3 separate regions of the Mus musculus genome follow, and regions 1 and 2 are each linked to region 3. The links are chromatin contacts, called in public promoter capture Hi-C maps. All regions are on one chromosome and are shown on one strand. Each heading gives the region's core, a stretch centred on a gene start, on an enhancer-like site or on the middle of the called end of the contact. The rest is flanking DNA. Distances are from core to core; before and after follow the strand shown.

Region 1 (3,547 bases), core at 952-3,451, about 35 Mb before region 3:
TCTCCTCAGGGTTCATGAGACAATCATCAAGAGTTCCAGGAAAATTTCTCCCAAGCCTTAGACTCTCTTCCAGATCCTCTCTCTTTACAGGAACTTCCACCTCCCTATTTCCTGCCTAAGCTCATAGGCTATCAATCTTTTATTGACAGGTGAAGCTTCCGTACACTGCACAAAAGATTGTCCTCTCTGAGAGTAACAGACTCCAGAAGCTCCCTGAAGTATGCAATATCCTTATGCCTGTGACTGGATAGTGTATGACTTGTCTTTCTGACATCTCAAAGTTTCTTGAAACTCCAAAGTAGATGCTGTCACACCACCCACACATACCATGAAAGCCCGCCTTCATGGTCTTCAGCATCTCAGAAAATTTTATGACCTTGTGACTCGGGTCAAAACCCAGGCATCATCCTTCTTCTCTCGAAGAGCAACTGCATTCTACGTGACAAGAATGAGCTCTGTTCCCACAGCCAGAGTTTGTGCCTGAGCCAGTACTTAACTCTGATCACTGTAGCCTTTGACATCTTTGAAAGATCTGCCTTTCCATTGTCACAGACCCTATGTGGCCATTCTCTAGGCTCACACCGATCTCCCCTCCTCGTGCTACTCGTATTTAACACTCTCCTAGATCTTCATCATGCTCAAACCTCTCGGGCAGGTTTGAAGCATCTTTCCACAGCTATGTTTTCTTTAGAAATTGACTCAGATTGATGAGATGTCTCTACATTTTTTTTAAAAAATTATTATTGTGTATGTATGTGATATGTGTAAATATATATGGTGAGTGTATTAAAGTGCACACGTTGAGATTAGAGGCCAACTTGTAGAGTTGGTTCACTTCTTCCACCACTATATAAGCTTCAAATTGCCAGTCTTATGCTGCAAGTGACCTTGCTTGCTGAGCCACTCACCAGGTTCAGAGAGGTCCTTTCTCAATAATCCATAAGATTGCAGAATGTCTACCCACCTGTCTCTTTATTCAGCTCTGACATCATCTACTCTCTTGTATGTCTGTTTTTTACTATTTCCCTCCAAGAAGTAAGTTTCCTGAAAGCAGACAGCATCTGGCAAAGTCCTTGGCACACAACAGTCCTCAGTAGATACAGCAGGTTCCCCCATCAACCCCTGGACATATAAAGCTGGGACCCTGTCAGTCCTTTTGTCTACCTCAAGACCCTTCAAATTTGTTCATTGACTGATGAGCAGAAACAAAAGGGAAATATCCAAACAATAGGATATTAGCAATAAGAACGAAGCACTAAAAGATGTACAACATGGATACAATTTGAAAAAGAACTCAAAGCTATACAGTATATGAACCCTATTGGTATGAAATGTACAGGCAAGGACACTCAGAAACAGAAATAATGATAAAATCGTAAACAGGAGCAAACTTTACAGCATGTAAATTATATCTTTGTAAAGCTTTGGTCATTTTTATTTGGGGTTGGAAATGTAGCTTGGAGGTGGGGAGGTTACTAGACATGTTCAAGGCCCAGGATACAATCTCGAGCACTGAAAACAAAATGTATACTTAGCATTTTCCCCATGTAGCAGTGGCAATAGTTTAATATTGTGTTGTGAGAACTTCCTCTCCTTTCCTATCTTCACATACTAGAGACTGAACCCAAGAGTTCTGAACTACACCGCAGACGTCTTTTTACCTTTTAAGACAAGTCCCACTTTATAGTCCAGTCAGTCCTCGAGCTTGTGATACTTGTCAGACTTCCTCGTGGCTGGCAATGCAGTCGCGTGGCGCAGTGTCCGGCCATGTATAACACTGGCAATAATACAAACAAGACTGACAAACACTTAGGAACAAGTTGTCAGAACTGTGGTGGAGGCGGTGTCTGGCGGGGAAGCCACGCCCCGGGGGCGTGGCCACGTGGATCGTCATACCCACCAGTCAGAAGGCCGCGAGGGGCGGGAGCGTGGCGAGTCCAACGTCACTACCACCGGAAGCGTTTTTCTTTTTTTGGGGGGGGGGGGAGGGTTGTCCTGATTTCGTCTCTTAGGCTGGAAGTTGTTCCTCTGAAGGGAAGGCACACAAAATTTTAAGTCCACTTTCTGAAGGATATCTCAATCTGTCCGGAGATCCATACCAACCCCAATTTGAAAGTGGCTACTGGCCGCTGAGGGCAGCCTCTCTTCCGGAACGAAGACCTCGCGGACCGTTTGTTTCCGGGGGGTTGCCCGAGACTGGTACCCTGTTGCGCCCCGCCCCTTGCACAGCCACGTCCTACCGGAGCCGCAGGGTTGGGCCGGAACCGGTGAGGGTTTTGGGGGCTATTACTGAGGAGGGTCGGGACCTTGTGGCAGAGGACCGTGGAGGAACTGTTGGGGCAACCCTGGCCGCGCCCAGAGAGGCGTACAGGGGCAAGGCGGATGCAGAGTCCGGTGAGGGTCGCGCAGACTTTGGGTCAGCCGCGGTCAGCTCAAGTCAGTTTTTGCTTTTACTCCGTGGGGTTGGAAACCTGCCTCGCAGCTGGGTTGTCAGTAAATGCAGAGACTGCTTCTGCACCCACGGAATGCGGTCTGCCCTGAGAGCGTTGCTACTGCTGCTTGGTTGGGTCAGCGTGTTTGAAGTCTGCTCCTTTTGCAGTTGATGACGAACGTGACATGGTGGCAAGTCGTACAGTGCGTGGGGGACTTAGGTTGTTTTGATTCTGGTGCTCAGAGGTGTTTGCTGAACATGGTCAGTGGAGTCAGTGACCAGAGAGAGCTAGGCGAACAGCTTACCACCTTCCCACGGGCGCTTACTGAATGTTTATAGAAAAAGAGGCCCTGTTTGTAAAAGGTCCCAGGATACAGTAGTGTTTTGGTCTCTGTTTTCATCACTTTCTGGTGGAGGTATACTGACAACTCAAAACAGTTGAGAGGATTAGGTTTGTGCAACCTTCGGAAGAGTTTACCTTTGAGTCAAGACAGGCCTCCATGACAAGAATCGTTTGTGCAAAATTATTGAGAGGAATGTCTCAAGAAAAGTGAACAAGAAGTGTAGAGACCCTATGGAGAGTCAGTTGTACTTCTGGATGCATGATATAGCCAGATAATGAAAAAAGACACAGCATGTGAGGGGTACAGACATAAGTAGGAACCCAATTAAAGTGGTCTCCGGTCGAGGCTAAGAAGTTTGTATTTTATTGTCAGTAGGACACTGTAAACCATTTACAAATGCCGCCTGACTTTTATAGTCCGTTAATGACTCAGATACAGTGTACCTTGAATGGAAAGAAAAGGAAAAGCCTGGATAGGGTGGCACATGTCTGTTATACCAGCTCTTGGGAAGTCAAGACAGGAAGACCTCAGCCAGCTTGAGGCCCATGCTACATAGCAATATTCTGTCTAAAAAATCCAAAAGCAGATCGGAAAGACTTCTGAGTGGTTGAATGTTATAGAGTCTGATGACCTGAGTTCCCTGGGAGCCCTGTGGTGGAAGGAAAGCATCCACTCTTCAGTTGTCCTCTGCCCTCCACACAACTGTGCGTATGAACACAGACACAAATCTGGAAAATCTTGTTTCTTCCCTATTTCTTATAAAAGAAAGGAA
Region 2 (3,644 bases), core at 575-3,074, about 35 Mb before region 3:
TGGATGCTGCTGTTCCCAATTCTCTCTACTGAATTCTCTACTATGGGCTGAGACCAACAGCATATAACATATGGCCAGATCTCTGAAAGTATAGTACATTTCTGGTAAGTCTTTGTTTTTGTTTTTGTTTTGTTTTGTTTTTCTGAGACAGGGTTTCTCTGTGTAGCCCTGGCTGTCCTGGAACTCACTCTGTAGACCAGGCTGGCCTCGAACTCAGATATCTGCCTGCCTCTGCCTCCCGAGTGCTGGGATTAAAGGCGTGCGCCACCACGCCCGGCAAGTCTTTGGTTTTGAAACAGGCTGGTCTTGAACTCAAGATCCTCAGCTGCCTAGGTTTCAAGTAAATGTTTTAGTTATAACACACAGATCTAACAGTCTTAATGAACAATGGTTATTTATTTATTAAAAGATTTATTCATTTTATGTATGAAAGTACACCATTGCTGTCTTCAGACACACCAGAAGAGGGCATCAGAACCCATTACAGATGGTTGTGAGCCACCATATGGTTGCTGGGAATTGAACTCAGGACCTCTGGAAGAGCAGTCAGTGATCTTAACCGCTGAGCCATCTTTTCAGCCCCCCACCCCACATGGTCTCTTTAAATAAACACAATTATGAAGCAAAAGACAAAACATTAAAAGTTGTTCTCCACTGCTCTATGACATATTCCTGTACCTGTTTCTTTAAGGAATTAATACTACTTTACCCATCTGCCTATAATTAAATTTAACTTATTTATCTTGGTTTTTTTGAGACAAGGTTTTGCTACTTAGTCTTGGATGCCTCTTGGGCTGGATCTATAGACCAGGGTGGCCTCGAACACAGATATCCACATGCTTCTGTCTGGAATTAAAGATGTGCACCACCACGCCCAGCTAAATACTGAAATACATCTAAATTAGCTTTCTAATCCTGGGGCTATAAAAATAACTGGAAATTCATCTTAGCATTTCTCAAGTCATCTAGTTTGGCTTCCCTGAGACTGTTCTGAGGAGTAAGTAACATCTTTAACTGAAGATATGACCTGAAGGGTATGTATATCTGACTCTTGGCTGGTAACCTGTAAATTGAACGTGTCGGGGCCTCCACTCAGGCCTTTTTAGGCCATTCCTCAGGCCACCCTCTCCGGATAGTGAGAATTGGTCTTACCAAGTTCTCACTGGCAGGAGGTAGGATACACATTTGAACAGAACAGGCCTCCATCCTCCACTCTGCCTTCTAAAGACCACTCAGAGTACATGTGAGAAGCCTCTACACCATCACGGGCTTCCATAGCTCATGATCTGTGGGCAGAAATTAATGTGACATGCTTGTAATCACATTTCTGCGAGCTCAAGGAGGCAGATCTCCAGCATAAGGCCAGTTTGGGGATATATAGTTAAGACTCAAAAAAGAAAAACAAAGGTTAGAAAAGGACTTCAAAAATTAAAATCAGCAGCCTGGCATGGTGGCTCACATCTTTAATCCCAGTGCTAGGTAGGCTTTCGCGTTATCCGTCGGAATGGTATAGGCATTCTGCCTGTATTCCAGAGAAAATCTTCATTAACAACAGGAGGCAGAGCTGGGCTTTCTGGCCGCCGTATTCATCCTCAGCCCCTATCAGTCAAGCACTATGGCCCCAGCTCTGCTGGCTTCGGGATGACACACAGTCTGGGTGACCCAGGAGCCCGCTCGCGCTCTCCAGCAGCGACAACTCGGGGCGGCGCACCTGAAGAGCGAGCCGCGCCAGGCAGCGCGCCGAGTCCGACTCAGGACCCCGACCAAGCTGCCCGCGCCACTGCCGGGCTGCGCTCGCGTTAATCAGGACCCCGGGCTGCCTCCGGAGCCGCCTGAGGCTGCGTTCCGGGCCGCGTTCTAGCCTGATCGTTGGGAAACGGGACGGCCCGCACTGCGCGCGCAGCCCGCCTGGTCTAACCACGGCCGGGCGGAGGAGGAGGCTTGGGGCAGGCGCGACTCCCGTGGCGAGGCGAGCGGTCTTCTGAGGGCCGGAGGCGGGAGCGACGCGGGCTGCATTTGCAGCGGCCGCGCTCAAGGCCTCGGCGCCGGCGGTGGCGATGCTGTGGCAGCGGCTGGCTGTGGTGGAGTGGGCGGCCCTGGCCTGGGAGCTCCTGGGCGCCTCGGTGCTGTTCATCGCCGTGCGCTGGCTGGTCCGCCGGCTAGAGAAGCGGCCGCGGGACCTGAACCGTTGCGGGACGCTCTCCTCTCCGCCCAGCGCGTCTGAAGCGGTGGCCGCACAGCCAGGTAAGGCAGCGTCAGTCGTGGGAGGAAAACCTCACTCTCCACGCCCCCTGGATACGGTAAGACCCTATCGCGGATATTTTGGAAACTTTTGATGAGAACCCACAGCCCTGTTAGCACTTCTTCTCTCCACCTCTCTAAACTGTAATCCCATGTTTACGAGGTATGTGTTTTGTTTTTGTTTTGTTTTTTAAGATTTCTTTAGAATTTTTTAAATTTATTTTTAAGATTTACTTATTTTATGTCTATGAGTATACACTGTAGCTGTGCAGATAGTTGTGAGCCTTCATCTGGTTGTTGGGAATTGAATTTAGGACCTCTGTTCGCTCGGGTCAACCCTGCTCGCTCACTCCGATCGGCCCCCCGCCCAAAGATTTATTTATTGTTATAAATAAGTACACTGTAGCTGTCTTCAGACGCACCAGAAGAGGGCGTCAGGTCTCTTGTTGTGAGCTACCATGTGGTTGTGAGATTTGAACTCAGGACCTTCGGAAAGAGCAGTCGGTGTGCTCTTTCACCAGCCCGAGGTATGTGTTCGTATGAAGCCACTTTTCACTAACGCTCACTTTCTCCTAAATCTAGTTCTTAGTGGAAGATGAAAAGTAATTCTTCTAGAAGGAAAATGACATTTTAAGCCATTAACTCAACTTTAGAACTTTAGAGATAACCCAACCCTAACAAGATCTTACGGGTAACAGAGGCTCCATTTGCTACTATGAACTTAAACACAATTTCATTTTTTAATTACTTAGGGCTGGGTATAAAACTCAAGGCGTGGCACATCTTGACAAGTCTTCTACCACTGACATACATATCAACCCTTTCTTAGCAGTCGTTGGTTTCTTGGGGGTTTTGTTTTCGTGTTTTTGTTTTTGTTTGTTTGTTTTTTGCTTAAGAAATGGGAACAGGAAGGTCAGGGTAATGCTGGTTATTTTTACATGGCCGTGGAGAAATGAAATGTTTGTGTTGTGACAACAGGGCCAATGCTTGTCTTTTGGGTTTTACATTCTCTTGACCCCGCTAAGAAAATAGCATGGTCTTATTGCAACTTGATGTGCCAGGGCTGGTTGATGGGGTGGAGAGGAACTGAGAGGAGAGGGAGGGCAAACTTTGGTCAGGATGTAAAACAAACAGTTGAGTGTTAAAAAAGGAAGTGGCACCGAAAGAGACTAGTCTCCGACTTGGAAATACACACACATATACACTTGTAGGTGCAGTTACAGGAAAGCACAAAGCAGTAAGGGCAACTTTAATAAATATAGTGTGCACTAGCCCGTTTACTCAGTGAACACTGTACGAAAAACTCAAGAGCAGGTCACAGTGAAAATCACCCAGTGCATGTGGCTAAAAGGGTATAGAGAGAGCCAAGACCAGTGTTTGCGGCATCTTGTTTCACTGAAAGA
Region 3 (3,876 bases), core at 469-2,968:
GGCAGACCCTTCTGTAGTGGTGCTCTGCCTTACCCCAAGCCCAGGAACAATGAATTCAGCTGAGCATGGACTCAACTTCTGACCCATTAAGTCACAGTGAGCCGTATGTACTGTTCACAATTTCAGAGTATCTCACAGTTCAGTCAGGAATGAAATCGGTGCTCCAGCATTTTCGAAACCCAAGATCCCAAAATCTGAAGTGCTTGAATGTCTGCCCCTAACAACTAAGCATTCACCCAAATGTCCCTCGTGCTGAGATGGAAAAACATAGCTAAAGTATAAAATGGCATTTTGTGGGGAGGATCTAAAGAATATTTTGAGATTAGCTTTTCACGAGCAGGAGAGATGAATCAGAAGAGTGCTTCCTGTTTCTCTAGAAGACTGACCTGTGTTACGTGCCCAGTACCCACATTAGGCAACATACAACAGCACGTGATTCCAGTTCCAGGGGTCTACTACCTTGTTCTGTGCTCCTTGATCACCCCTACACGTGTGGCATACACTCATACACATAGTCACACACAGGAAACAAAAATAAAAAGAAACTAGACTTTTTACACTGACAATGATTGTAGATTGTATTCTAAAAGGCACACGCGAGCTCTGTTTCAATTAAGCTAGGAATGATGGTCCACACCTTTAATCCCTGAACTTTGGAGGTACAGTAAAAGTGGATCTCTGTGAGTTAAAGGTCAGTCTGGTATAATATATAATGAGTTCAAGTCAGATAGGGACACACAGTGAGACTCTACCTTTAAGAAAAAAAAAAATCAAACTGTATCTCAAAACCAGTAATAAGTATCAAGAGTATTTATTTTTTCCAAGGTGCCTTCTCATGGACCTAACATATTCAAATATAGGGGCCATTCTCATTCAAAGTGTGTGTGTGTAGACAACCAGGCTGTATTCTCTGAATCATCACGACTGGGCACGCGGGCACGTTAATGCAGATGCCTAGAACATGGCATCAGATCACTTGAAGCTAGAGCTACAGATGGTTGTGAGCCCCCTCTATATGGGGTCCTGGGAACTGAGTTCATTCTCTGGAAGAGCAGCTCAGGGTCTTAAACACTAAGCCATCTCTCTGGTGCCATGCAGAGTCCACTCGAGTCTCACCTGCGGAGAGGCCCGATCCAGTGCTCTTTGCAGAGTCCGCGCCAAGGCCGCAGCCTCCTCCCCACTTTCAGGGCTGTGGTCCCGCACGTAGGCCTGGAGCTCCTGGGGCAGGATGGTGAGGAATTGCTCCAGCACCAACAGCTCCATGATCTGCTCCTTGGAGAGCAGCTCGGGCCTCAGCCACCTCCGACAGAGCTCCCAAAGTCGGCTCAGCGCCTCCTCAGGGCCGGCCACTTCCTGGTAGCGCAACTGCCTGAATTGTTTTCGAGAAGTTTCGGGGTTCTGCCAATCTCCGGAACCGGAGGACTCCTGATTCCCCGGAGAGTCCTCCTCCACCTTCACCGTACAAAGCCCAGCACCGAGAGGTGGCGGGACGACCCCAGAGCCTGCAGCCATTGGAGCCTCTGGACCGTCCAGGTCGAGCTTGTTTTCTAGAAGAGCAAAGCCCAATGACTTCACGGACCTTTTCTGAAACCGAGGCGGAGTGCTACCCTCTTCCAAAAACGAGGCCCAGAAAAGGCCACTACGGACACAGCACACACGCGAACCCGGTCTTCTCAGTTCTCATTTCGGCAGGTGACAGAAAAACAAACCGAAGCGGAAGTGCGTAATTAACCCCGCCTCTGGGAAGAGGCCTCGCCTGCGTAAGGTCTTTCTAAGCGCCCTGGAGGACTAAGATGCATCTCTATGGTTCGCCTTTCTTATTTTACTAAAGGGGCCGCAGGCCACGTCATGACAGTCATGACAGATTGGATGGATGGATGGATGGATGGATGGATGGATGGATGGATGGATGGATGGATGGATGGATGGATGGATGGATGGATGGATGGATGGATTAGATAGATAGGGGGTCCTACACAGAGAAAAAAATTGTCTTGAAAAAAATAAATATAAATAAATAAATTTTAAAAAAAAGATGGATTGGTGAGATGGTTCAGCGGTTAAAGACACAGGCTGCTCTTTTAGAGGATCTAGGTTTAATTACTGGCTCCCACAACATGGTGCAGGTCAAACAGCCATAAATAAAGTAAAACTATATCTATATCTACATCTATCTATCTATATACACATGTATATTTTTCTTTTAATTACTTAAAAATTGTTTTTGACTCTTTGAGACAGGGTTTTTTTGTATAGTCCCGGCTATGGAAACTAGCTCTGGGAACTAGACTGGCCTCGAACTCACAGAGATCTGCCTGCCTCTGCCTCCCCAGTTCTGGATTTAAAACCTTGTGCCACAACAGACAGGTAAAATAAATAAATCACGTTAAACCAAAACCAAAAACACCCCAGAGAACCAGAGTTTAGTTCTGACACCACAGGAACAAGCACACTTACTCTAATCCCAAGAGATCTGACTGCCCTCTTCTGGCATCCTGTGGCCAGTAGGCACACTTGTGATGCATAGATATAATTCAGGCAAGACACTGTACACGTTAAAAAACAAAAAACTCCATCACTCAGGAGGCAGAGGCAGGAAAATCTCTCAGTTTGAGGCCAGCCTGGTCTAGAGAGAAATTCTAGGGTAGCCAGGGTTACATAGAGAAACCCTGCCTGAAAAAACAAACAAATAATTTGAAGTGCATTAGTGGCACACACCTTTAATTTCAGAACTCAGAAGGTAGAGGCAGGCGGGTCTCTGTGAGTTCTAGGGAAGCCTGGCCTACGAGAGTTCCGGGCCAGCCAGAGGCCAGAAAGAGGGCATCGGATACCCTAGAACTAGAATTACTGAAGGTTGTGAACCACAGGAGTGATTTAGAGTGAGATGGCCCGCTAGACAGTCCCGGGTACACCTCAAAATACAGTTTGCTTCAGTCGTGGATTTGAGAGATGCCCTTCCCTCCGCCCCCAGTGTTGTGACCTTAGTTCTGTAACTAGGTCTTCCACTGATGGCAGGGGTTGCAATTCCACGGTAGTCTGTTTTGGTGGGCCCCTGAAGTGTGACAACAGGTTCTCTGATACTACCAGTATTCGAAGGACTTGGAAAATGATGAAAACGCCTCAAGAGAGGGGTAGATAATTTAAAATGGGATTTACAATTTAGGGTAACAGGCTTTAAGCAAAACTTCTGTCTTCAAACTATTGTTTCTCCCCAGCCGCCTGGCTGCCATGCTCTGGGCGCATCTTTCAGCTTTTCAGCCGATACAGCAACAGGCGCTTTTTTCCCTCTGCTGCATTCGTTTTGTTTGTTTTGTTTTTCTCTTTTTTTCTTCCTTTTTCTCTCTCTTTCTTCCCTCTGCTGCATTCGTTTTGTCTCTTTCTTTCCCTTCCTTCCTTCCTTCCTTCCTTCCTTCCTTCCTTCCTTCCTCCCTTCCTTCCTTCCTTCCTTCCTTCCTTCCTTCCTTTCTTGACAGGGTTTCTCTGTGTAGCCCTGCCTGTCCTGGAACTCACTTTGTAGACCAGGCTGGCCTTGAACTCAGAAATCCACCTGCCTCTGCCTCCCAAGTGCTGGGATTAAAGGCGTGCGCCACCACCGCGCGGCTTGTTTTGTTTTTCAAAAGCTAGTCAAGTGCAGAAGCAATAGAAAAAAAATACGAACAATTAATTGATATAACTTTCGGACTAGACACCCTGATGCCCTTTAACATTAAAAAATTACCTAATGCCTGCGGGGAAGGGGCTTACATGGAGAGCTGTGGAAGTCAAAGGACAATTTTTGGATGTCTCAAGTCCAGGGATCAGCTCATGTCATCAGGCTTGGCAGTAAGAGCCTCTATCACGGAGCCAGTCAGGTCTGCCTCCCCGGCAGCATATTAA

What was found. Promoter capture Hi-C pulls out the DNA fragments that hold promoters and counts their contacts.
Region 1: a promoter capture Hi-C map of second pharyngeal arch cranial neural crest shows a contact between it and region 3. The contact joins the promoter of Golga3 here to the promoter of Zkscan14 in region 3. A contact is called at or near these places in 5 of 39 promoter capture datasets (cranial neural crest, frontonasal cranial neural crest, maxillary cranial neural crest and 2 more).
Region 2: a promoter capture Hi-C map of cranial neural crest shows a contact between it and region 3. The contact joins the promoter of Ankle2 here to the promoter of Zkscan14 in region 3. A contact is called at or near these places in 6 of 39 promoter capture datasets (the C10 cell line, cranial neural crest, frontonasal cranial neural crest and 3 more).

The regions. Positions count from the first base shown.
Region 1 is chr5:110,174,656-110,178,202 of GRCm38.p6, forward strand. Golga3 (golgi autoantigen, golgin subfamily a, 3) reads left to right here and starts at 2,202. Exons shown (of 24, transcript NM_001347389.2): 1 at 2,202-2,267. Gm15787 (predicted gene 15787) reads right to left here and starts at 1,849. Exons shown (of 3, transcript NR_040431.1): 1 at 1,662-1,849.
Region 2 is chr5:110,229,180-110,232,823 of GRCm38.p6, forward strand. Ankle2 (ankyrin repeat and LEM domain containing 2) reads left to right here and starts at 1,825. Exons shown (of 13, transcript NM_001253814.1): 1 at 1,825-2,244. The coding sequence starts at 2,058.
Region 3 is chr5:145,200,164-145,204,039 of GRCm38.p6, forward strand. It overlaps Zkscan14 (zinc finger with KRAB and SCAN domains 14), which reads right to left and starts at 1,719. Exons shown (of 3, transcript NM_023322.2): 1 at 1,117-1,719. The coding sequence starts at 1,512.